4 separate regions of the Rattus norvegicus genome follow, and all the other regions are linked to region 1. A link is a contact called in public Hi-C data. All regions are on one chromosome and are shown on one strand. The core of a region is the stretch at or near the end of the contact, and the rest is flanking DNA. Distances in the headings are between cores, read along the strand shown.

Region 1 (6,272 bases), core at 1,966-4,465:
CCTAGTAGAACTCCCAGCCCTCAGCTGTCATCCTTCGTGCCCTGCCCCCGTTTTGTCCTTGTGGGTCTTGCCTTTGGGCAGCAGACTTCCAAACCTAGAAGCCACCAGCACTTCAGAGCCAGCCCTCAGCCAGGATGGCCAGGAGAGGGGCAATGCTGCCGATGGTGTGGAGGAGGGGCATCCTGAGCACCTCCTACTGTGTGCTCCTCCTGTGCACCTACTGTGTGCTTCTTCTAGGGCTTGTTGCTATTCCCCTAGATGCTAGACAAAGCCTGGGCCAGCCTGTAGTCACCGCCCAGGCAATGGCCCAGTCCTCGTCTCTGAGGTCCTCTGATCTGAAGCCTCAGCCCCACACACACACATTTGCCTCTGGTGTATTTCCTCTCCTGCCTCTGCTTGAAAAGGAAACAAGAAGCTGAACAAGTGAGAGTAATGGATAATTCTCTCATCTTTTGTAGGTCTGTAATAAAGAACTTTATGTGATCCTTCTACCTCTTGCTGTGAAGAACAGAGCCCACCCCATTCCCTATCTCTGTCCCTTCTCTTCCTTGTCACCTCCCTGGGTTAGCTGGGCCTTGGTTCTGGTTCCCTGAGCAGGAGGAGGAGCTGTGAACAAGCAGACCAATAAAACCAGGTTTGCATTGCCACCGGCTGCTGTTCTGTGGGCGGCGCATGGGATGTTCAGGTATTCCCAGGCCCACCACTGTCCCCAACTCCCCTTGGGTTCTCCACCCCTCTCGTGACTCGTGTTCCCATCCGGCATGGCTCCTGGTCTGGGCATGCCATCACACATCCCTCCTAAGGCCCAGGGGTGGTTGTGCTGTTTCCCAAAGTGCAGACAAGGGTTCAAGGAATGTAGGCTGGGTTCAACCAAAAGTGGTGTTTGAACCTGGATTCTGACCATTGGTCCCCTCAGCCTTTTGGGACCTTCTTCCTGGGCTGGCTTCTGACCCCTCCTGGCTGGGTGGCACTACTTCCCATGTATGCCCACAGGAAGTTCTCGTCCTAGGGACTGGACCCTCCACCCATCCTGTTCCCTCTCCAGCTCCCTTACCTACACAGGCCACAAGGCTACCCAATCAAGAAAGCCCAGCCTATCTATTGCCCTCCCAGGGCTAAGGGACCACTGTCACTTGATGCCTGTTTTCAGCAAGTCCTGAGTGCTTGACAGAGGGTTCTCACGCCCTCTGAACTGAGTTCACAGTGTCCTTTGGTGTGTACATTTCCTCACAATGACATGCACTGCTCCATTACAACTCACCGAGAGAGAGGGATCCACCTGAGGACAAACAAAAAGACTGCCAATGCTGAAGCAGAGCAGGGCAGAGGGTGGAGGTCCAAAAGACCTCAAGGCTGGGAGAAAACTGGCCTAGTGACTGTTCTGCAGAGAGACCACAAGCAAGGTGAATGAAGGACTCCCTTTGGTCAGAGCCCCTCCTGGGTACTGGGCGTGGCCAGTGGCTTCATTCATAGTAGCCTCCAAGGAGTACATTAGAGTCAGAGGTTAGAGAGCATGGCCAAGCCACCAGTGTCCAGGCATTTGTCTTATGTGCCCTCCTGCTGTTTTGAGACAATCTCATGTACCCCCAGCTAGCTTCGACTTGCTAAGGATGACCTTGAACTGCTCATCTCCTCCCCCTCTGAAGTTTTGGGGTTACAGGTATGTACCACCACATGATAAGCAAGGATTTTACCAACTGAGCTACATCCCCAGGCAGCCCCCCCCAACCTCCCCACCTCCCCACCCCCTATCCCCTCACCCCCCCACCCCATCACTATACAAAATGTGTGGCTTTTATGTCACGAGCCGAGGAGGAGTGTGGGCCTGTTTTACCGAAGACTAACCCAGCTGAGTTGAGTAACTTGAGATACTCTGTAAGGAAGGGGGCGTGGCCAAAACTCAAGACTCTGCCCACTGCCACCCCTTAAAAGGTACCGTTCACCAAGCACTTTTACATACATTACCTCATTTAATTCCACTCTGATGAGGCCAGGATCATTTCCCTATATAAGCAAAGGAGCCCGAGGTTCAGAGAAATGGGCCTGCCCAAGATCACATCGAAAAACTGACTGACGTTGCCAGACTCAAACCCAGGTGGGAGTATGACTCCTAGATAGATGTGGAGAGCCTGGCAGACGGCAGGAACTAAGTTCTCCTTAAAAGGTGCTTCCACAGGCAAGGTGAGCCCAGGACTAGAGACACAGCTGTCCCAGGTTAGCAGCCTCTGCCCATGATTATGGGTCATGAGTCACTGCTGTGAGCACAGCATGCACTGGGTGATCTACCTAACTCTGGCTGCTGACCTCACCAGGGATGTGGCAGTCCCACAGTGGCCTCAGATCCCCCATGGGGCCTCAGGGTTATGGATCCGGGGTGGGCAACCCAGCTGCAATGTGGAGAAAGACAAGTCTCTTTACTTATTGATGTGATCGGACAGAGCAGGCCAAACTAGCCTCGAACTCAAGACGATCCTCCTGCCTCAGCCTCCTAAGTGCTAGAATTACAAGTATTACCACCATGCTTGATGTTAATGAAGGCCTTTCATCACCAGGTGGGAAGCCTGAGAGAGACAAAGGACCACAGGCACACTAAGCCATGGTGGGCTGCGGTCTGAGGCTGGGCCTGGGGGCCGGAAGCAGAGAGGGAAGCACCTTAACCTACATCCCTCAACTAACCACCCCCAGGCAAGCGGGAGCCTCCCTGTCACAGGAGATTGAGCACAGAGGGACTGCAGTAAATGCTAAGACTGCATTCCACAGGGAAGGCCGGCCACCAGGAGCCTTGGCATTTAGCAGAGGCATTTGGGGTGACATTGGGGAGGTCACAAACAGATTCCTTTTACTGCATGTCTGTAAATGGGATCCAGGGCCTCACACACACACACACACACTCAGCACATGCTCTACCATTGAGTCACGTTCCCAGGAAGTGAGTTTCTTCTAGTGTTCAGTACTGCAAGGAGACTGGCTGTGCTAACTAGAAGCTTGCCCTCCAAAGACCCCAGAGGAGGCTGCAGGTGACTTTCAGGTGCCATCCCTCCTGAGTGGGTGGGGAAGGATAGACTGGGACTGAATCCCAGCGCTGTGACTCCTGCCAGCTGTAAAACAATGCTCTCTCCCTTGGCTGTAGGAGAGGCGAGTGTGGAAGTCACTGTGTCTCCATGGAGGTGGCCTTCAGGCCCAGAACCTGGACTGTTCAGAGGATGTTGGCAATGTCTCCATAGTTGCTCTTACCAGAAGTCTGTGCCTGGCCAGGGGAGCAAGGCCTATTCAACCCCCTACCGTGGCTACCACGGGACAGCTTTCCCAGAAAGTGAAGGCTGTTTTGGCCAGGCTGCGGAAATTCCTGACCTGTGGGCCCTCAGCAGGCAGGGTCCAGAAAACAATGTCAGGGCCATGTCCTCCCTGGACAGGATGCCAGGCAGCAAGCAAGGCTTCCAGGCATTCTACTGTGGTTCCTCACCAGTGCCCAGAGCACTGGCTACTAGCCTAATCCTGAACCCCAGTCCCAGAAGCCCAAGGCCGAAGTGTGGCTACACAGGAAGTCTAGGCTATGGTTATTCCAAGGAAGGTCACTCCACAGTGCAAGAAGCATCAGGTCCTGCCCAGATTCTTCCATCGTATCTGCTACTTGCACATGACCTTAGATCGGCCAGTCTACTGTTCAAGGACACGTCTTGCATCAGGAAAATGCTGATGATGGCTTGCACCCTCCGAGCGATATGGCCAGTATTACCAAGTGCTCACAATGACCCAACACCACATAGGGGCTATTATTGCCAGTTTATATATTGCTTTCCCTGTGGGGCAAGGTTCTCACCATGCTGTGGCCCAAATCCGTCCCTGTAAATTGGGGCTCACAACGGTGCTGGTTGAGGATCTGGGTAGGATTAGGGGGCATAGCAGGTTTCAATGCTCAGTCACACAACAAGAGCTTAAGAAGTGTTAGGTATTAAAAATAAAATAGAGGGTTGGGGATTTAGCTCAGTGGTAGAGCGCTTGCCTAGCAAGCGCGAGGCCCTGGGTTCGGTCCCCAGCTCCAAAAAAATAATAATAATAATAAAAATAAAATAGAGAAAAATAAGATACATAGATAGGTAGATAAATAGATGATAGGTAGATGGGTAGGTAGGTAGATGATAGATAGATAGATAGATAGATAGATAGATAGATAGATAGATAGATAGATGATAGACAGAAAGGTAAACTTTCTCTGCCCTGGCTCCTCCTGCTCTAACCTGCTCCATGCCTAGACCTTGCTACTGGTCTTCCATTGTGCTTTGAGTCCTCCTTCCCTGATCCCCTCCTGCCCTGGACTCCAGCAGCCCCAGGGAGCCAGAGATGACCTCACCCCTGGAGAATGCTTAGTGGAATTCACTGAGTCCTCATTTTGCCCCGCCTCCTCACCAGTTCTCATTGCCCTCTGTTGACACCCAACAGGAGCGGCTAGAGGGTAGGTCAGGGCCCTACCTGCAGCCAACCTACTGGGTAAGCACTGGTAAATGGCTGTCTCCTCTGGCCCACTGCCTTCCTCAGCCTTCTATGGGTCTCTTGGTTCTCACACGTCCCTATGAGTCTTACCATGCCCATCTGAGCTCACAGCTTCTGTTCCTACTTCCTACATGTAGGGAGATGGTGTGCTATGTGAGTGACTCCCTGGGCTTCCTGCTGCAAATTAGAAAACATACTAATACTAGAAAAGACGGGACACTGGTGGTGTATCCCCTTTAATCCCAGGACATGGAAGGCAGAGAGAGGCAGGGGACCTCTGAATTTGAGGCCAGGTGTCCTACAAAGTTCCAGGACAGCCAGGGTTCCACAGAGAAACCCTGTCTTGAAAAAAAATCAAAATAAGAAAGAGGAGAGAGAGAGAGAGAGAGAGAGAGAGAGAGAGAGAGAGAGGAAAGATACCATGCTCCCAGGAGGAATGGGAACTGAATGGGGTTCTCCTACCCAAGAAGGCAGGCTGATGGCACCTCAAAGTCCTGTTGCCTGGCTCCTAGCTTGCCACCCTCCCTCCCATCAGTGGTCTGTCTCTGAAAGGAGCTGAACCCTTCCTCCTGATTGATTGTCAGTCAACCTGAGCTGATTGAGGGCACAGTGTTTTCTCCATTTCAGGAGCAGAACAGATTGTTTCTGAGGTCTATGTCCTTGGCCTGTATGTGGACACTTTCTTGCTATGTCTTCATGTGTACCCCATACACACACACACACACACACACACACACACACACACACACACACACACACACACACACACACACACACACACCCGTGCATAGGTACACCTCTACTGCTTCCTGGTTTTTTCTTTTTTTCTTTTTTCTTTTTTTTTTTCTTTTTTTCGGAACTGGGGACCGAACCCAGGGCCTTGCGCTTGCTAGGCAATCACTCTACCGCTGAGCTAAATCCCCAACCCCCTGGTTTTTTTAAAATGGGAATTTTTTTTCCTTTTTGTGGGTTTTTTTGTTTTGTTTTGTTTTCAATTAGTTTGACTTAAAAAAAAGATTTATTTATTTAATGTATATGAGCACACTGTTGCTGTCTTCAGACACACCAGAGGAGGCCATCAGATCTCTTTACAGATGGTTGTGAACCACCATGTGGTTGCTGGGAATTGAACTCAGGACCTCTGGAAGAGCAGTCAGTGCTCTTAACAGCTGAGCCATCTCTCCTGCCCCTGTATTTGTTTTAAACAGGGTCTGACTTTGTGGCCATCCTAGAACTTGCTTTGCTGCAGGTCTTGAACTCACAGACATTCATCTGCCTCAACTTCCCAAGTATTAGAATTAATGGCATGCATGAGAATGCTTGATTTTCTTTCTTTCTTTTTTCTTTCTAGATTTGTTTATTCTCTCTCTCTCTCTCTCTCTCTCTCTCTCTCTTTCTCTCTCTCTCTCTGTGTGTGTGTGTGTGTTGTGTGTGTGTGTCCAGAAGAAGACATCAGTTATCTTTCTCTATCATTCTGTATTTACTCGGAATCTGAGGCTTCCATTTTCTGGGCTGGCCTAGAAGTCATCCCTAGTGACTGATCTCCCTGACTCTGACTCACCAAAGCTGGGGTTGGTTGCAGGCCTGTGTTGGACACCCAGCTTAGGACATAGATGCTGAGACCAGAACTCTGGTCCCCTCATGATGGTGAGCCACTCTTAACCTCTAAGAGAACTCCAGTACCTTCTTTTGGCTTTTTGAGACAGGTGTCATTTAAGCCCAGGCCTGGCCTGTCATTGATGATCCTCCTGCCTCTGCCTCAAGTGCTGGGATTATAAGTG
Region 2 (6,389 bases), core at 1,672-4,171, 70 kb after region 1:
AGACCAATTTATCCACTTACTTTTTAAAACATTTATTATTTTCATTTTATGTGCATCGGTGTTTTTTGCCTGCAGCCAGGCCTGCATGAAGGTGTCAGATCTTGGAGTTCCAGACAGTTGCGAGTTGCTGCATGGGTGTTAGGATTTGAACTGGGGTCCTCAGGAAGACCAGTCACCGTCTTCTACTGCTGAGTCGTCTCTTCAGCCCCCATTACAATTATTATTTTTAAGTCAGGGTCTCATTATGTAGCCCAGGTTGGCCTCCAAACTCACTGTCTGCTGCAGCCTTTGGAGTGTTATGAGTGTTGGAATTAGGGACATGAAACACTGTGCCTGGTACCATTTTCTATGGAGTGACTTTTCTCTTACTACTTTTTTTGGGGGGGGGCTGTGGGTGGGGTCTAACTATATCACCTGGGCTGTCACGGAACTGGAGACCTATCTTACCTCAAAAATACTGAGCACTAGGATTTAAGGAATGAGCCACTAAACCTCTCTCTCTCTCTCTCTCTCTCTCTCTCTCTCTCTCTCTCTTCTTTCTCTCTCTCTTTTAAACATTGAAAAATTTATTTTGTGTGTATCAGAGAACAACCTGAGGTAGTAGGCACTCTCTTTTTGCCAGGGGAGTCCCAGGGACAGAATACAGATTTGGCAGCAGGCACCTTTACTTGTCGAGCCATCTCACTGTTCCCTTTTGATTGTTTTAAACGTCTGTGAACATTTCTGCGGCTTTGGGTTTTTTTTTTTTTTTTTTTTTTTTTGGAGCTGGGGACCGAACCCAGGGCCTTGCACTTCCTAGGCAAGTGCTCTACCACTGAGCTAAATCCCCAACCCTTGTGAACACTTCTGAACATCCTTTGATGGATCTAGCTAGTCCTCTTTGGTTGCATACATGCTTAAGAGTGGAACTGCTGACTCTTGAGGTGTATATCAAACTTTAGTAAATAAAGCCAAGGACAGGTCTGCTTTCTCTTTCTTTTTTGAGACCAGGATTCATGTAGCCTAGATTGGCCATAAACCCACTATGTAGCCAAGAGTAAGGTTGACATCCTGATCCTCCTGCTTCTACCCTCTGCAGTGCTGAAATTACAAGTGTGTGCCACCATTCCTGGCTTATGTGCTTTCCCAAAGTGTAGAAGCACATATTCCTGTAAGCAATTGATGGGGTCATCTCTTATCCATTGCTGATAATGTTGGCATTTTAACGTTAGCAACCACCAAAGGGTCTGTGTGTGTTGCTATGACATATATACGTGTGTGTGTGTGTGTGTGTGTGTGTGTGTATAATAGTATTTTATTTTGTGGGATATATATATATATAATATATATTATATATATATAATAGTATTTTATTTTGTGGGCTTTTGAGACTAGGTCCTGCTATGACAGATCCCCAAACTTGCAATGACTCTGGGTTTACAGGTATGAGCTGCCATGCTGGGTTCACTCATAGTTTTCACATTCATCTTCTGTGATAACAAATGGGGTGCTTCTCTTTTAACCTCCTGTGAAAGTCTGTCCTTTCTTTAGTAAATTGTGTGTGTGTTGGTGCTGATAGAGCCTGAGCTTGGCACATGGTGGATACGTGTTCTATTGCTGAATTACATCTCCAGTCTCTTGATGATTAGTTTTAAAAGTAATTATTGGCTTTATATATTTCACACCTTTGAACTGCGTGTCTGTGTAGTTCAGGCTAGTCTTGAACTCCTCCTCCTCCCTCAGCCTCTTGAGTTCTGGTGTACCACCCACAACCACAGGATTTTTCAGCCTCTTTTTTTTTTTTTTTTTGCAGTTGGATTTTTCTTATCAACCGGGAAGCAGTCTTTAATGTAATGTGGATAGCGATCCTTGGTCATCTGGGCTGCAAAATCTCTTTCTTTCTTTATCTGTCTTGTGACTTTAGAATGAAGTTTTCCCTGAAGTTCATTTGGGAAGGCTCATTTTGACTGTATTAGCAAGAACATTCCAGCAGTTAAGAGCAATGACGAGAAATTTGCATTGACTTGACGTGCTGCAGGATCGACCACACAGATCAATGGACACAACTCAGAAACGGACAATTAGGGCAGAAAATAATGCGTGGACAGACTCCTGATGGATTAAAGGCAAAGTACATTTTTTTAAATGAAAAAAGAAAACTTCTCATGGTAACTAAAATAAAACAAATGAAATCTACCCTTAAAATAATTTAGTGACAAACATCTGAGATGTGTGCGAGTTAATTACTCTAAGTGTGGCTTAGACAGCATTCCAGGCAGAGGGACCCGCCAGAGCAAAGGTTCAGAGGCTGGAGGACAGCCCCGAGCCGGCTCCAAAATCGAACTCAGGACGCCCACACGGAATGCAGGGTTGAAGCCATGCCCGCCCCCACAGTCATCATAATTATGTAAAATACCACTTTTCCCATATATGGTACTTAATATCTGTTCTCCTGTTAGGACAGGACGAAGGGAAAACACGGTTCGCGGGGCGGAGTGTCAGAGTCTCAGACCTTCCCAGCACGCTCCCTCCGGCCCTGGCGCGACCCAAGCTGCGACCGGAGCCGGGACCTGGAGCCAAGCGCGCCGGAGCCGCCAGCTCTTGATTGGATATAGTCCGCGTCAATCCTGGTCCTGTAACCTGGCTGTCCGTTGGGTCCGCCCCACAAGGCGTGGCTCCCGCCTAGGAAGCGCGGGTGGAAGGTGGGGTGGGCGGAGGTGGGGACAGATGAATCCCAGCCCTCTACTTCCTTTCCTTGTCTATTTATAGGCCGAAAACCTGTCAGTTTAGGCCAGACCCCTATTGGATTGGGCAATGTGGGAAGAGGCGGGCGCCTGGAAGCTCCACCCCCGAGCCGGCGGCGGGCTGTAGACCTGCCCTCCTCTGGAAGGGCGGGGCAGGGCGGGCGGCGAGCACCAGAGCTGGGTGCGGTGAGGCGCGCAGATCACCGCGGTTCCTGGGCAGGGCACGGAAGGCTCAAGAACCTGATCTGCTGTAGCTCCAGTCTCGCGTTCGCCCCACCCCACCGCGCCGCCCGAGCGCTCGAGAAAGTCCACTCGGAAGAACCAGCGCCTGTTTCCCGGGCAGATCCAGGTTCAGGTGAGCGAGCTCTGCCGGTATGTCCCGCCCCGGAGCTGCCGAGCGCGCGCGCGCGGCGACCAGACTCTAGGCGTTTGGGGTCGGCGGCCCTGTGGTTCTCCGCCTCCGCGTGGCTGGTTTCGGCGCGGTCGGGTGCGACTCGACTTCGCATCCTCATCCGAGGGGTGATAGGCAGCGAGGCCTCGGGGTTAGGGAGCCAGGGGGACACAGTCCCCGTCCCTGCCGGACGCCTTCCCAGTCCGGGCACTGGGAGCTCGGCCTGCTCCTGTCGCCACTGTGTTCCCTCCTCCCTGACGGCCGGCTCGGGCAAACTTTTTAACCCCTTCGGGGACGCTGCAGTCTCTGAGCCCTGGGCTGAGCTCGCCAGATGAGGTCGTGGGCTCCGGGCAGCGGCTCCTTTGTAAGTTTGGCAAAGGGAGGTAACGGGCAGGCGGAGACCGCTTGGCAGCTGTCAGGGCGTCCTCCTGAGTCAGGATCGGTCGGTCCTGCTGCAGACATTGCGCCTGGCTGTGTTTCCGCCGTCCGCTGCGGACTTCCTCATTTGTCCGTCAGCCCTCGGGCCGGGAGGGGGCGGAGAGAGGTACTCTGGGTGCGTGGGAAAAGGGGACCCAGCTGCCGCGGGGCTCAGGGCGCCGGAAAGACCCCCCCCGTCTGACCTCATTCAACCTTGGATTTCTATTGCCCGAGGTCGAAAGGCCTGGGTCTGCCTGCAGCTGTCCCGCCGCCCAGGCAGGCGTGCACCTGATTCCACCGCACCTTGGGACGCCACGCCCGGGCCAGTCTCTGGGAGCTGGCCCTGACTTTAAGTCCAGGCCCGACAGCCGCTTCTTTTATGTTTGGTTAGAGGCGGAGTTTTGAAGACATCCCCCACTTCCTTGCGCTGGGGTCTTCACCCCATCCAGTTCTGGAGCCACGCCTAGGGCAGGAACTGCACCCAGCTCCTCCCGGTCCCCATCTCTCCCAGGCAACGGAGTCAGTACCCTCTAGGACTTGCTTGCGGGCTGTAGTGAAACTGAGGGCTGAGTGGGCCCGGGCGGGTGCCTGAGGCCCCACCCAGCGGTGTTAGGGAAAAGGTTCCTGGGAAGTTCCAGGTCTTAGAGACCGGGAGGCTGCCTCTGCTGGGCTGTGGAGAGGTCCACTGGTTTCTCAGTTCTCGGAGCGGTTTTCTGGATTAGCAAGCTTTCAAAGTAACTTGTGTGTTCCCTATGGCCGCACCTATATTAAAATTGAAACGATACAGATTAGCTTGGCCCCTGCTTAAGGATGACATGCAAATGCATTGAGTTCCATATTTTTAGCCAACGCAAACTGGCGTGTCTCAGCCATCTCTGGGCAAGTATCTCTAAGAGTGGCTCACTCTCAAGCAGGACTAGGAGGTCTCTGCCCCCCAAGGGACTTCCTCCTCTGCTGTATGCCAGCCTGCCTCAGGAACCCCACCTGGAACTCTCAAGCCACTAGGCAAGTCTGTAACCCGCCCCGGAGCCCCTCCCAAGCCTTGGACCAAGTGAAAATAAAGCTTTTTGAAAGAGCATAAAAAATAAAAAAATAAATAAAAAGGTAACTTGTTCACAGAAACATTGTAGCCATTTTTGACTCCACTGTCTAGAGTCCAGGCTGATAACTTCACCTGGAGGCCTACCTCCCTTTCTGTTAAAGAGCTAAACTGCTTGAAGGCCCGTTTAGACAATCACTCAATATCAGTCAATTAATATACAAGGTTGTTATGGGTGGGGGTGGGGGAAGGGCCTATAGATGTGTAATTGAGCAAATATTTAACCTGCTTCTGCCAGGGACTTGGCCAGGTGCTGTGTGTGGGGGTGGGGTGGGGTGGGTGAGAATTGAGTAAGACCTGGCCGCCCCTGCTCAGAGGCACTCAGGGGAGTGCTGAGACAAAACCAGTAGGTGACTGAAGTGGAGACGTCGGGAGCCCCAGAAAGGTGCTGTGAGGCATAGGATTACCCTGTGAGAGCCTGCTGTCCTCCTGAAGGGACTTGTGTCCTGGGGAAATCTGAAGGCATTAAAGAGCAGAGTGGTAGACTAAGACACAAAGACAGCTTGTGGTGTGTCCCAAACAAGCCACAGACAAAGGACTCAAGGAATTCCTAGGCTCAGGGGGCCACTGCTGTCCAGGGGAGGCAGGGCAACCACCATGAGGAAGAAAGACATTTTCAGGCTTGACAAACTGAGGCAAGCACGTGGTGAAGGAAAGTGGGGAGTCATTTAGTGGATAATTGGGGAGCAGTTAAAATAAAAGCATCGAGGGATTGCTTAGTGTAGTTTGAGAGCCACTGTGCTTGCTGTGTGGGTGACACCTCCAGATCTTAGCTCCTACACTCAGCAGGTCTTGGCGGGGGAGGTGGGCAGAACCAGGTTCCCCTCTAACTAGCACTGGCAAGTTGTGTTGGGGAGGCTTTTGCTAGCCCTGGGTGGGGAAGGGAAGCTGAGAGGTAGGAACTCTCAGTGGAGCTTAGTGGGGCTTCTGGTCTGAAGGGCAGGCAAGGGGAGAGGAGAGAAAGGACAGGGTCCTGGTTTTCTTGTTTTCTATCAATTTTGAACTTTTTAACCAAAGAGTTTGGAGACGAGGCAACTTCTCTTTTGTGGAAGGAAGGGTGCAAGTTAATCACAGCCTGCCTTTTGCCTGGTTTTGCTCTAGAAAAAAAACAAAACAAGGATCTCTTAGCTCTTTAAAGAAGAGGAGAAGCACACTAAGAAATGCAACATTGTCCCTAGCCTGGTAGGGAATTGCTAGAAATGGGGTTGGCTGGAGTTTCCCTCACTTCCTCTTCTCACTAATCCTTCAGTAAAGTGCTTAAGACAGCCCCTACCAGCTTGACATCTTTATTTCAAAAGGAGAGGAGGGCTTTAGCTGTTGTTTTCCTTCTCTTGGTGGGGGAAGGAGCTAAAGCCAGGAGGGAAAAAAAAATCCTTGCCTTGACAGCTTCCTCCAAGCATCATGTTCCAAAAATATTTAGAATAAGAAAGTCTGTGTGTTCTCTTAATTAAACAAACGTCCTAATTTACTGAGCACAAAACAGCATCTCTACCACAAGGGCAGGAAGTGCATTTTCCTTTCGTGCTGCCCTACAGAATCACTGCCTCTCTGCTTTAACCCCTGGTGCTCTGAGCCCCTGGGTCAGGTCCTCTGGTGACAGCAGAACAGTGCCCTGGCTCCTAGGCAACTGGCTCATACATCTCCTTAAATAAAAAAAAAAAAAAAAAAAAAAAAAAAAAAAAAAAAAAAAAAAAGAAAAGAAAAATAAGCTCTCAGGAAAGAAGTAAATAAAGACAGATTCTAACTTAAGGCAATCGGT
Region 3 (6,353 bases), core at 906-3,405, 120 kb after region 1:
GTTGCAAAAGCCTGCCATGGGCATTTTCCCCTGATATTCATGGGCTGGAGTGGGTGGCAGGGGTGTGCAGCCAGAGCTGGACGCAGGCAGCTGCCTGGGGCTCCTCCATTGTGAATGTCCCTCCTCTGAGGCTGTCCACAATAAGCCCAGGTTGGAGGCTTGGGAGAGTCCTTTCAGAGAAGCATTTAAGTCTTTGTTCCCTATCTTGGCAACTCTCCGTTGAGATAGGAAGGGGGAGGTTTCTTCTTCCTATCCAAGGTAACCTGATGTCCTCTTTGTTGCAGACCGAGAAGATCAGTCCATCCTTTGCACGTAAGTGTTTCTGAGAGAGGGAGGGGTTAGGGGAGAGAGGGAGGGGGAGAGGGAGAGGGAGAGAGTGTGTGTGTGGTGTCCATTGCTCTGATGATTTTATTTGTGGTGCTGGGGATTGAACTCATCCCTGCTCTTATTCCTGGGGAAAGATTATTTTTATCCTGTCAAAGGCAGGTTGATAAGCTCATTCCCAGTTCAGGCCCCTCCCCTCCCTGGGACAGGACTCAGGGCTGTACCAGTTGTCTCAGTGAGCTGAGCTGAGCATCAGCCCTGGAAAGTACTCTAGTGTGGGTGGGTGACAGCGGAGGAGCACCTGAGGCTCCAGTGAGAGCCACCAGCGGGCTTTTCAGAACCCCCAGCATGCCCTCCGGCCCCGGTTTGCTGATCTGGCGACTTTCCATCTTAATAAGGAGGCGGGGAGTTCATGGAACAGAAACTACCTCTCAGGAATGTTTGAAGGGAACACACATTAGTGCCTTTGGCTCCCAGGTCACCAGCTGCCTCCCTGATGTCTAAAACATTGGCTCTGAAGGTTGCCAAGTGACCAGGGTAGGCAGTGGCATGAATCGACTTTTGTCTGGCTCTCGAGGGCCGTGGAAGCAAACCGAGAGAAGGTTCCAGAGCATCCCATTTGGTTGCTGTTCCTTTCTCTTCATGTTGGCTCCCTCACGGGGACCCACAGAAGGGCAGAGTGGTAGACAGCAGCACTGTCCCCCAGTGGGCCGGAGGATGAGGACGAAGCCACATCTCAGTGAGGACTCATTAACTCTGTTGGCAGGGGTGAGTCTGGAGCAGGCAAGACAGAGAACACCAAGAAAGTCATCCAGTACCTGGCACATGTGGCCTCCTCACACAAGAGCAAGAAGGACCAGGTGAGTGCTTGGCACCTTGTGAAGGAGGGAGGCTTCATCTTTAAAAATGAGGATGCTCTTGGGATCAAGCAGAGGCTCACCCACTTCCCTGGTTGGTGGCTTAGAGGTAATGGGAGTGGCTGGATAGTAGCAGGTCCATTCCTTTCCTGGCCTCTGAACTCTCCAAGTTGCTATGGAAACTGGAGCCATCCCAGGGTTTGCACAGCAGAATGCTTGTCATGGCAGCTAACTGCTGCACACAGGGCCAGCCCAAGACGGCTCTCAAGTTGATGGAGGCCAGAAGGATTTGGGTTGACCTGCCTTTGATCCCCTACCCTTGTTCTGTTGTGTGAACCAATGCTCTGGGTGGACAGCCTCTCACTGAGGAAGCACAGTTGGAAAGTCATCTTACTTCCTTTTTTCCCTCCTCCCTTGGTGGATTTTGGTGGAACTCAGCAGTGCCCTGGCTAGGTGAGATGCACGTTTTACTGCACGTTTGCACTAGGAATGCGTGTTCTGCCATCGTGTGCCCTTGGACGCCATACATTCTTCTGAGCAGCTTTTCACCCCACACTTTGTCACTCTCCGCAGCTAGAACTTTTCCTAGAGGCTCGGCTCACTGATTGACTCGGGAGGAGGGCTGGGCGTGACGCACACAGCAATTCTTGACTGGGTCAGCCTCATCACCTGGCTTTTCTCAGAGCTCCAGACCTGCCTGAATTCCAGTTGGGCCCTGTGCAGTTCTGGTCTCGGCACGGTGGGATGTGCACCTGCCTTCCCAGAGTCCCACACGCTCAGTGGTGCATACCAGTCACAGATGACTGGCTCTTCCTCTCCTGGCACAAGCTGGGAGAGATGCCAGGAGGTCCCAGATTGGAGTTTCCAGGTTTCCTTGGTTGCCCTGAGAAATCTAAGTGCCGGTGATGTCACCCCCAGGCTACTGGGGTGCTCGACTGGCCTCACTGGCTTCACCATACTGGCGTTCTCCACACTGTTCACTAGTGAGTGGGGTGTCTCTGCATGCGTAGCTCGGGTGCAGCCGCACGGCATCCGTATGCCGTCTTGTGGAACCAGACCAGAAACAACTCTCTACATGCCAAGCTTCTCAGGACTTTCTGAGACTTTTTCCGTGGGGTGTTAGGAATTATATTTAGAAACTAATAAAGTTTCTTTTCTCTCCCCACCCCCTATCCCCCACCTCACCCCACCCCATTTTCCATTCTTTATAGGAGACCTGTTTTAAAAACAGAGCTGTGAGGTTAGGAGGTCTCTTGCTGTGGTTTTCTGTCTCTGAATTTGGAGTAAAATCTATTTCCCAGCTATTTGTTGAATGCTTGGTATGTGACTGGTTTTTAGGAGGGTGCTATTGGAGTCTCTGCCCTGGAGGACAAGAGACAGGACCCTAGTTAGAGAGCAGTAAAAGGGCCCCATGTGCCTCATGTCTGGTTCCAACTTTAGAGGGAAGGCATACAAATGATTGGGGTCTTAGGGTGGGAAGAAAGCTGTGAAGATGCACCCTGTGGTGGGCACTCTGTGCCTGGGTCCTCCTCCAGCTAGAGTGGTTGGCTGACTGCCTCTGCCACTGCAAAGGCCATTGACTGGTGTAGTTGTTTACCGTGCCTGAAGCTGTACTGTGATTTCCCATACCTGACACGTGCGAGGCCTGTCTGACGTTTGTGGGCGGGAACTCTTACCTGCAGTGACTGGCTTAACCCCTGACACCTGCAGACCAAGCCCACCAGACATTTTATGTGGCCTTGGCTAGGTCAGTGGATTTTCAGAACTGAGCTTCCTTAAGAGGACAATGAACTTCTGCTGTCTGAGCAGCCATCCTGTTTCCTTCAGGGTTTTTTTTTTTTTTTAGTAATTGGAGCCCCCTGGCTGAAACACCCCCTACCCTGAAAGTTTTTCAGAAACTGGACCAGTATTTTCAAACTTAGGCTCATACACCAGCAGATATCATATTGTGCAAAGTTCATTCACAAAGTTTCTTCTGTACCTATTAGTTGTCTGTAAATCGATCACCATTGGCAACGGGGAACAGGCTCTGTAACTGCTCCCACTTGGCCCACTGATTCTTCTTTCTGTAGCAGCTGTGAGTGGGTTCAGGAGAAGCCTGAGCTCTGCCTCTAAGGCAGGCAGAGACTGCTGAGGGAGCAGGAGTGGCCCAGCCATCCTGGCAGCCTGGCCTCTGCTTTGATAGGAGGGATCCCAGTGCTTGCAGAGCCATGGCTGAGGGCATGGCTGTCCTTGCCCTGTGGCCTGGCCTCAGTGGCCCTCTTCTCAGGAGTAGAGTGACCTTTTCACTTACCTGACTGGGCTGTGGAAGTTTCTGCAGAAGAGGGGAGCCCTGGCTGAGGTGACTTAATCTGGCTCACTTCTGGACTCTGGTGGACTCCAGAACCTTGCTGGTGCCCTGTAGACACACGGTGTCTGTGGCAGGTGTGTTGGAAGGCAGGTGTGTTGGAAGGCAGGTGTGCTGGAGGACAGGTGTGTTGTTGACTCTTGGGAGAGCTAATGCCACCACTTCTGTGTTACTTTTCATCCATCTCAGGTGGCCGCTGTTTCCATAAAGCCCTGGCCACTGTTCAGCCCTGCTGATAAATGTGAACTCTGCTTGGTGAGAGTCAGGCACTCCACTAGAGGTCACGAGGAATGGGGTCCTGGGTTCTCAACGACCAGTTTTGGCCATTGTTGATTGATGCTTGCAGAATTGATTTGGTGGACAGTGGCCAGGACAGGGGTATTAAAGTGATTGGCAGTAGTTAGGTAGAAGACTTGAGTTGGCTGACTTCGTGGCTCAGGGATCTTGAACAGATTGTCCCTTCTTCCCCAACCTCAGCTCCTGAGTCTGAGAAACAGGGCAGCTATCTGCCTATGTAAGCACCATTGGTCCAGGAGCAAGATGTACAAGGGTTTATCCTGGCCCCTAACAAGCCCCAAGATTCCACAGATAGGATTTGTGAAAATTATTGATAAACATGTGGGACTCCAAAGTGGCCTTCACCGGTCCCTCATTTGGATGTCAGGGAAGGTTTGGATGGAACCCGTAGGGACAGTATCTCTGACTCCGTCTGGATGGGATAACCTGTGTCTTGTGGGCCTGATGCCTGTCCTGATGCAGAGGGGAAATGGTGGGGATTAGATATGTGGAGGGGCAGAAGGCCAGTGGGCATAGGGCGAGACTGTCTCGGAGACTGGGTTGTGTCTTAATCTCCTTACTCTCAGCACTTTTTCCCAGAGCTGGTAGCTTCCTGATTTCCTCACAGGTCAAATTCTGATCAACTTGTTTGCAAAGGCCCAGCAGGAAGGAGGAGGCTAGAATGGCAGCTACCAGAGCCCTCCCTGCAGGCCTGTGTTCCTGGTGTGTTGGGCTTAGCCCACACTGTTACCTGGCCTTTATGAGACTCTGGGTTCCTCTGCAGGGGGAGCTGGAGCGCCAACTGCTGCAGGCCAACCCTATCCTAGAGGCCTTTGGAAACGCCAAGACGGTGAAGAATGACAACTCTTCACGATTTGTGAGTACCAACTGGTGGGCACCATGCACGTATCTTAGCACCATGGCTTCCCACCTGGTGCTTTTACCCCAAACAAAGACGTGAGTTTTGTTCCCTCCTCCAGTTGCTGTTCAAGTTTCTGTCAGCGTGGCCCTCCCCCTCTTAGAATGGCCACAGTCTCCTTCACAGAAGATGGGAAAAGCCAGTGAGGAAGTGTTGTCTGTGCCCTGTCATACCAGTGACCAGTGGGCTCCCAGGGTCAGGTCACATAGCAAGGAGAACAGCCCATAAGAGCCAGGAGCCAAGTCCAGGCTGGGCATTGATTAGCTCAGGGCCTCTGAGTCCTGTATGTTGGCTCAGCTTTTAAACACAGAGCTTCTGGTCTTCCTCAGCCTCTGGGTACAGGAGCAGGGCTGGGTGAGGCCTCTTGTTCTCTTTCCGATTTGTCTCCTCTGTATTTGTCTCTCCTCAGGGTAAATTCATTCGTATCAACTTTGATGTCAACGGCTACATCGTTGGGGCCAACATTGAGACTTGTATCCTTATGACTGGCAGAATCAAGAGACAGGGCATTATGGGAGGTGGCAGCCCTCATAGAAGACAGGCTGCTTCCTGATTTCAGCACCTCCCTCTGGGCTTTATTGTGTTAGCATTTGTGTGGCATTGGGGCAGTATTAAGAACAGCTGACTCATGGAGTTGCTGACTAGAAATGTGACCTGGGGCTCAGAGGAGAGGTCCCTCCTGGATCAAGAGGGGACTACTGAAAACCGTCAGTGGGGCTCTTGAGTGATAGCCCCATGGTGGCTGCTGTTCTGTGTCTCCCTCATCATACCAGCCTGTGGCCTTTGTGGAGTGCTCGCCACAGTACTGTCACTCACTCCTCAGCAGAGTCCCTTTAAGCAGACATGGCTCTCCCAGTGTGTGAGCTGCACTTTTAGTCCAGCAGCCTCTTTGAAGGCTGGAGGCAAGGTGGCTGGCTGTGCCCTGCTTTGCTGTTCTGTACCTTTCTTCCTTCCTGGTGACATTCAGTTCTTTGTGATGGAGATGGGACTAGGCAGGGGGTTGCCTTCCCTCTAGCATGTCCCTCCTTAACCTACTCAAAGATCTTCTGGAGAAATCTCGTGCTATCCGCCAAGCCAAGGAGGAAAGAACCTTCCACATTTTCTATTACCTGCTGTCTGGGGCCGGAGAGCACCTGAAGAGTGAGTCAGGGCCCCATGGGAGGGCCTGCATGTCACTGCGGAGTGGAAATAAGGTTTGGGGAAGAGAAGCAGGGAGGACTTCTGTCTTTAGGCACAGCACAGGCAGAGCCTCAGCCTCAGAGCTTTGATGCTCTGAGTTATGCATGCAAATGCTAGCCGTATCTGCTGAGTTTCAGAGAGTGGTCGGGGTGATCACATCCCTAAGTCTTGGAGGTCACAGCATTGCCTGGAGCCTGTGAGTCTCATACCTCACTTACCATACCTTTCTCCTCACAGCTGATCTCCTGTTGGAGCCATACAATAAATACCGCTTCCTGTCCAATGGGCATGTCACCATCCCAGGGCAGCAGGACAAGGACATGTTCCAGGAGACAATGGAGGCCATGAGGATTATGGGTATCCCAGAGGATGAGCAGATGGGTAAGGCCAGTACTTCCTGTGGTAGAGGTCCTGGGGCTGGCTGGCTGGCCTCTGGGCATTTTGAGGTAGA
Region 4 (5,696 bases), core at 663-3,162, 91 kb after region 1:
AGTGAAAGCTCATTACATGCAGGTGAGGCTGCTGCGTGATCTCACTGTGCAAATATTGAACCAATTAAAATTTAAGCCAGAGGCCAGTGTAAATGACTTATCTGCAACTCCAGCCCCGCCTGCTACCTGCCTGGCCTTAGCTCTGGGCCAAAACTGCCTAACCTGTTGTTGAAGGCCCCACCTCCATCTGCTTTTCCCTGCCCCTTCTCCCTCTTTCTCTCTTCTGTCCTTTTCCTTATCTCCCTTCCTCTATTCCTTTGTCCTGGAGACTTAAGTACCAAGGTCCTAGGTGCTTGGACCCCAGAAGACAAAGTGTTTTCAAAAGTTCAGGTCCTTCCCGCAGCACTGGCCTGGGGACCCTGGATTGTAAAGAGGGGCAGAGGAAACAGTTCTGTACTTTGGAAACTAAGCAGAGTAGCAGAGGTTCTAGGGCAGAACTGAGCTTGGGTCGTGGTGGTGGTGGTGGTGGTGGTGGTGGTGGTGGTGGTGGTGGTGGTGGTAGGGATAATTTATACCAAGGCATTAGGAATGGGCTGCTGGGTGAGGGCTGTGCCTAGGGCATGGAAGACTCAGTCAGCAGGAAACACTGGTCTGGGGATGATATGAGAAAAGACAGTCTGGGGAGCTGACGTTGGTAAAGGCTCTGTGGAAAGATTGTCAAAGGCCTTGGGTGCAGGGCTGGGCTCCAGTGGCCTGTGTGGGCAGTTTGTCCTCAGGGTAGACGTTGCACTGTTGGGAGTGGCTCAGATCACTTTCTGCTCAGACTGACTTATTCATTCATCATTTAGAAGTGATTTGCATGGAGGAGACTCATGTCTGTCCTGTAGTTCTTGTGACATGTGCTACATAGGGTCCCTGACACTCAGCAAACATACGTAGAGCCCTGGGGCTGGCCACTTGTCATCTGGGAGGCTGTAACTGTAGGACTCCAGGGAGTTGGGATGGGGGTCAGAAGGTAAAATCTGGAGGCTTTTATCTTGTTCTCCTAGTTCTAACCCCGACCCCTGCCTGCCTGGATCCCCCTTAACTCCTATGCCTTCCTAAACTGGGAACTGGATCCCCTGTGTCCGCTACCCTGTCTACACTGAGAGCTGATTCCTGAGTCTTCTACTTTGTCCTGGGAGCTGAATCCCCTCTGAGTTCCCTACTCTGACTGCACTGGTCCAGGACTTCCCATATGTGGCTACCCACCCCCTCAGTGAAGTATGTAGGGTGAACTCTCAAATTCAGAGCTGATGATGTCATTTCCCCCTCCCTCACTGTCCCCAGAATAAAGCCCACATTCCTAAATGGCTGATAAGATCCTGCTTAGGCGTGGGTGATGCCTACAGCCCCTTGTAAATTCACCCCCACGTTTACTGCATAGGAGGGAATCTACACTTGTATTTACCGTGTACATTTTAAAATGTGTCGGTGTCCTTTGCTGGGCATAGGGCATTGTGAAAATGACCACAGGCCACATGTGGGTTTTAGAAAGAAGGCAGCCAGGCAGGCTTTGGGCTGAATTCCTCTGGGCCTTTCTCTGTTTTCCTTATCTGCCAAGCATCAGCCTGGGCCGGGGTTGGAGAACTGCTAATACAAACAGGTCCTAGCTTCTTCTGTAAGCAAACAACATTCCTGAGGGGTGGGTGCGTGGCTCCTGGTGCTCTGCCTGCTTCTATCTCCACCCCTCACAACCTGAGGTCCGTGGCTGCCTTACAGGGGCTACAGAGAAGCTGGCTTTGAGGTGGAGTGGTCCCTATGTGAACAGCCATTATCCCAGGTGTCTGTACCAGGCTCTTTGTGTGCTCTCAGGTTCAACAGCCCCAGTAGACATCTTGCAAGTGTGAAAGCTGAGGCCCAGGGTGAGGTCACAAACAGTGGTCAGTGCCAGGCCAGGTTCAGGTCTAGCTCTTCTGGCACAGCCCTTGTGCACAGTTCATGCGCACATCCTGTCACCATTTCCCAGATCAGCTTGGAGCAGTCCTTTTCCCCCACAGGATCTTCCTGAGTGCCAAGCCTAATCGGGTGACTTGGGCAGGCTTCCTTCTGCCTGCATCAGAGCTCTGCAGGAGGCTGTGGTGGTGTGCACTTCCTCCGAGGGGACCAGAACCTGCATAGTCACAGGGACCCTTCCTAGGGAGGATGAGGAGTCATTTCCAGAGCAGGGCAAAGTAGAAATGTGAAACATTAAATCTCGGTGGCAGCGTGAACCGCAGCTCTTTAGCAGCTGTCACATCCCCTCCCATTCTGAAGTGAAGTGTCACAAGAAGCAGAGGACAGAAAATTGTAGAATTCAAGCCCTGGTCTTTTTGGCCTCCAGGCTGTACCCATTCCATGTGTTTGGTGTACTCCAAGCATTTATCTTGGGGTTTGAACAGGTGCCCCCACTGATTGTTTCCAAGTTCTAAGACTTGGCTCCAAGCTCATGGCCAAGACTGACGGCTGCAGCCCTTGTGTGACAGGTGAAGACTTAGCCCTCCGCAGATCCTTATGTCACTCAAGGACGCGGCACAGGCCCTGCTTGTCAACATCCTTTCTGGTATATTGGTCTTGTAGGTCCAACTTTGTCTTGGTATGTTGGGGTGCCAGAACGTTCTTTTGGGGATGATTAAATTATCTGCACCCCATTGTTTCTTGGTAGATCGAGGCCTCAATTTTGCAATTTTGAGTGTGTGACACTCAGTCCTAGAATGACATAGTTTTCCTGGAAATGAGCTTGTCATGTTCTTCACTCCTTGATTCTGTATTTCTCCTTCCTCTCTTCCTGTACTCTGACCCTTGGCAAAGCTTAGGTGACTTTCTAGCCAATTCTGTTCATTTGTTTGTTAATTCATTCATTCACTCGCTCACTCATTCACTTAGAACTTTAGCTGAGTGCCTGCCCTGGGCCATCCATTGTGCTAAACATTGGAACTGAGAAGACTGAGACCCAATTCCTGCCCTCAAATGAAACTAGGTAATTACAGTTTGGCCGGTTGGTCAGTGTGGTGGAAATGAACCCAGGGTTCAGAGGGAGGGCCCATCAAACAGGTTATCTTCCTGCTGGATGAGACCTGAGGGCCTCTGATGCAGAGGGCACAGTCTCTTGGCATCCTGGTCAGATGGGCCATGCACATGGAGCTGGCATGAAGAGCTGGGGAGCACAGTGGAGAGGGAGAGGGAGAGGCAGGGCAGCTTTCACAGGCTGATCAGCAGGCTTGTTCTGAGTAGGGAGTGGAGCTACCGAATCTGCTGAACCTACCCAGCAATGTCAATAAAACAGGAGAGCGTGTCAGTAGTAATGTGAGCTGGGGAGTCCTGAGCTGGGAGCCAGGCTAAGGAGAAGTGTGAATGCACAGGGCACCGGGGATGGAGGCCTTGTTCATCCACTGGGGACAAGTCCACAGTGACTGACTTGGGTAGCCAGAGGGACAGAGACCCAGGGAAGGCCATGGGAGGTGGAGAGCTCAGGCAGGGTGCTCCTCCAGGTGGAGGTAGGTCACCCGAAGGTGCTTAGATGAATTGGCGGGTGGAGAAGGGAAGTGCTCATCTGGGATCTGAGTACCCAGGGAGGAAGCCATGGGCTCCCGAGACTAATCCTGACTGACACACAGTGTTACTAAGTAAATAGTATTTGCTTGGAAGTCTCCAGATAGGATGAGCTGGCACTAAGCTGGAGCAACCCTTGCTCTCCCTCCCCTGTTGCCTCCCAATCTCTGTTGCTTACCTGGACCGTTAGATGCTGCTGGACTTTGTATATGAATCACTGAGCTGCTGTGTTGGAAGTCCTGTACACTGCCTCTGTGTGTCTTAAAATTTATTTATTTATTTTCTGGGATTGAACCTGAGGCTTTGAGCACAGGACAAGCCCTCTGGCATATTCATCCCCTGGTCCCAGGACCACAGATAATTAGGTGAATTTCTTAAAGTGCTGCCTCTTGTAAAGGACAGTCCTATCTTGGTGACAGTGACATCCATACTAGAATTGGATCTAGTTATTGCATCCTAGAATCATGTTAGCCCCAGAATTTTACTTTCTTTTGACATTGGGTCTTGTGTAACCGTCAACTGGGCTGGCTTCAGACCTCTGAGCCCTCTAGGATTATAGGCATATGTGGAATTAAGCAACTTTTCCTGTGCATAGGGAAAGAAAGAAAGCAGCATGCATGGGATCTGGGGCTGAGGCATGACAAGCACTCCCTCCTCAGTCGTCATATCTGTCTAGTGGACACTTGAGTTTGGGGGACACTGACCAAAATGAAGAAAACTGCCTTTTTTCTGTCTGCCCTGTCTGCCCTCCTTTGTCCACAGGGATGCCTCGGAGCTGTGTGTGTGCGATCTGTCCTGTGTCTCTCTGCATTGTAAAACCCAGGAACTTCCACCTTTGCCGTGACTTCTTTATGTGTAGGTCTTCAAATATGTTTTGTTGATTGAACCAGTGAAGAAGTGAAACTCGTGGCTTTGAAGGTGGTTAGAGCAGTTTTATAGAACCAATGTCATTAATGGTGGGATTGGGGCTTGACAATTTCATTGACCTTAAAACTAATAGATGTGAGGAGAGGGAGGGTGGATGTGCTCTCTCTCGTTCACATACTTGTGATTAATCACACTGGGCTTCAGTGTGTCTCACTCAGCTGTGGGTCCTTGTGGCACTCACCTGGTAGAAATCCTTTAAGGAAGGGAAGATTGATTTGACTTGCAGGTGGAGGGTTCCTTCTGCCCTTCTGCTCTTGAAGTGGAGCATCTGGGGTAGGAGGAGGTGGAGGGAAGCTGCTTGCCTCATGGTAGTGAGGAGGCACAGGGATATCAAAGAGTGGCCTGGGACATGATCCTCATCCACTGGGCTCCACCTCTGAAAATGACTGCCATCGCCCATTAAAGGCATCTAATTGTGACTCTACTGAAGGGCCCAAAGTCCCACCTCCGAGCATTTGGGGACCGTCAGCACCTGAGCCTCTCTGGGGGACATCAGTGTCCAAACCATAACACAGAATCTGAGTTGAGAGTGCCAGGGTCAGGACTGGAGTCTCAGCCTTTGGCCATTGGCTGAGCCCCACTACACTTACCACTTTACCTCAGCTCTAGCAGGTCCCATCTTCAATCAGAGTCCCTGTGCACTCTAGGGCAGGGAGCCAGGCCCACAGCTTTGAGGAGACATCCTCATGTCTGCCTCACCAGGGGCTTCTCTCTCCATTTGTTTCCTTCCCATGGTTCTGTGACTTTGGGGAACAGTAGAAGTGACACAGGTTGGAGGCCCCAAAGGCCTAACTTAACCTGGATTTTGAGGCTTGATGGAGTCTCATCCTCGCCAGTAAAATGGGGTGAAATCTTCCTTATGAAGTGGTGCCAGGATGGGGTGGAAATGGAATACGCATTAGCAAGCACAGAGAGCAGAGGGTTTAGGTGACTGCCACAGTTTGAGGGGTGCCAGCCTGGAAAATGTGGCCTTGGAGGATGTTAGACCGTTCCTGGTTGTCTAGGAATGGAAAAGCTCACAGCGTCTCCAGCACAGTTCCCGTCTTTACTGGGCCAGCAGTGTGCTTTCTGAGTAAACACGGAGATAAGTAAAAGGAGAAGCAGGAAGGGGGCAGGGGAGACAACATAGTGGATGCTTGGGGGTGGGTGGGAGGAGGCTGAGGGAATTGCATTCTGGGCTGAAAGAAGAGGTTTTTGGTCAACCTCCTTGCTTTCAGTTTCATCATTTCCTGAGAGTCCTAATTTAGCTTCTGGTGTAT

What was found. Hi-C and Micro-C count contacts between places; a contact is called where the count stands out from the background.
Region 2: a Hi-C map of the A7r5 cell line shows a contact between it and region 1, with 7 times the contacts expected there. The contact joins the promoter of Myh9 here to the enhancer-like site in region 1. A contact is called at or near these places in 8 of 12 Hi-C or Micro-C datasets (the A7r5 cell line, the Rat2 cell line, Schwann cells and 4 more) and 1 of 1 datasets of contacts at active chromatin or transcription factors (oligodendrocytes).
Region 3: a contact with region 1 is called in a Hi-C map of liver, with 4 times the contacts expected there. The contact joins two enhancer-like sites. A contact is called at or near these places in 11 of 12 Hi-C or Micro-C datasets (the A7r5 cell line, Schwann cells, frontal cortex and 6 more) and 1 of 1 datasets of contacts at active chromatin or transcription factors (oligodendrocytes).
Region 4: a Hi-C map of liver shows a contact between it and region 1, with 3 times the contacts expected there. The contact joins two enhancer-like sites. A contact is called at or near these places in 2 of 12 Hi-C or Micro-C datasets (hepatocytes and liver) and 1 of 1 datasets of contacts at active chromatin or transcription factors (oligodendrocytes).

The regions. Positions count from the first base shown.
Region 1 is chr7:111,371,549-111,377,820 of GRCr8, reverse strand. The region is part of intron 1 of LOC102553868 (a long non-coding RNA gene); the gene reads right to left. It overlaps Txn2 (thioredoxin 2), which reads left to right. Exons shown (of 4, transcript NM_053331.2): 4 at 1-483. Among named protein-coding and RNA genes, the nearest start is that of Txn2, 16 kb to the left of the region's middle. Within about 2 kb of position 3,215, at least 35 of the 93 cell types and tissues checked have an H3K27ac peak or open chromatin away from gene starts, as enhancers often do. A contact at or near this core is called in the A7r5 cell line, Schwann cells, kidney and 1 more, where this site is marked.
Region 2 is chr7:111,301,495-111,307,883 of GRCr8, reverse strand. It overlaps Myh9 (myosin, heavy chain 9), which reads left to right and starts at 2,921. Exons shown (of 41, transcript NM_001305877.2): 1 at 2,921-3,078. LOC120093913 (U6 spliceosomal RNA) reads left to right here and starts at 4,273; the gene lies at 4,273-4,374. LOC102553569 (a long non-coding RNA gene) reads right to left here and starts at 1,271. Exons shown (of 4, transcript XR_010053879.1): 1 at 1-1,271.
Region 3 is chr7:111,253,968-111,260,320 of GRCr8, reverse strand. Myh9 (myosin, heavy chain 9) reads left to right here. Exons shown (of 41, transcript NM_001305877.2): 4 at 285-312; 5 at 1,091-1,184; 6 at 4,589-4,681; 7 at 5,133-5,196; 8 at 5,765-5,863; 9 at 6,140-6,283. Among named protein-coding and RNA genes, the nearest start is that of Apol2, 38 kb to the right of the region's middle. Within about 2 kb of position 2,155, at least 10 of the 93 cell types and tissues checked have an H3K27ac peak or open chromatin away from gene starts, as enhancers often do. A contact at or near this core is called in the A7r5 cell line, kidney and liver, where this site is marked.
Region 4 is chr7:111,280,132-111,285,827 of GRCr8, reverse strand. All of the region lies in intron 1 of Myh9 (myosin, heavy chain 9), which reads left to right. Among named protein-coding and RNA genes, the nearest start is that of Myh9, 22 kb to the left of the region's middle. Within about 2 kb of position 1,912, at least 22 of the 93 cell types and tissues checked have an H3K27ac peak or open chromatin away from gene starts, as enhancers often do. A contact at or near this core is called in liver, where this site is marked.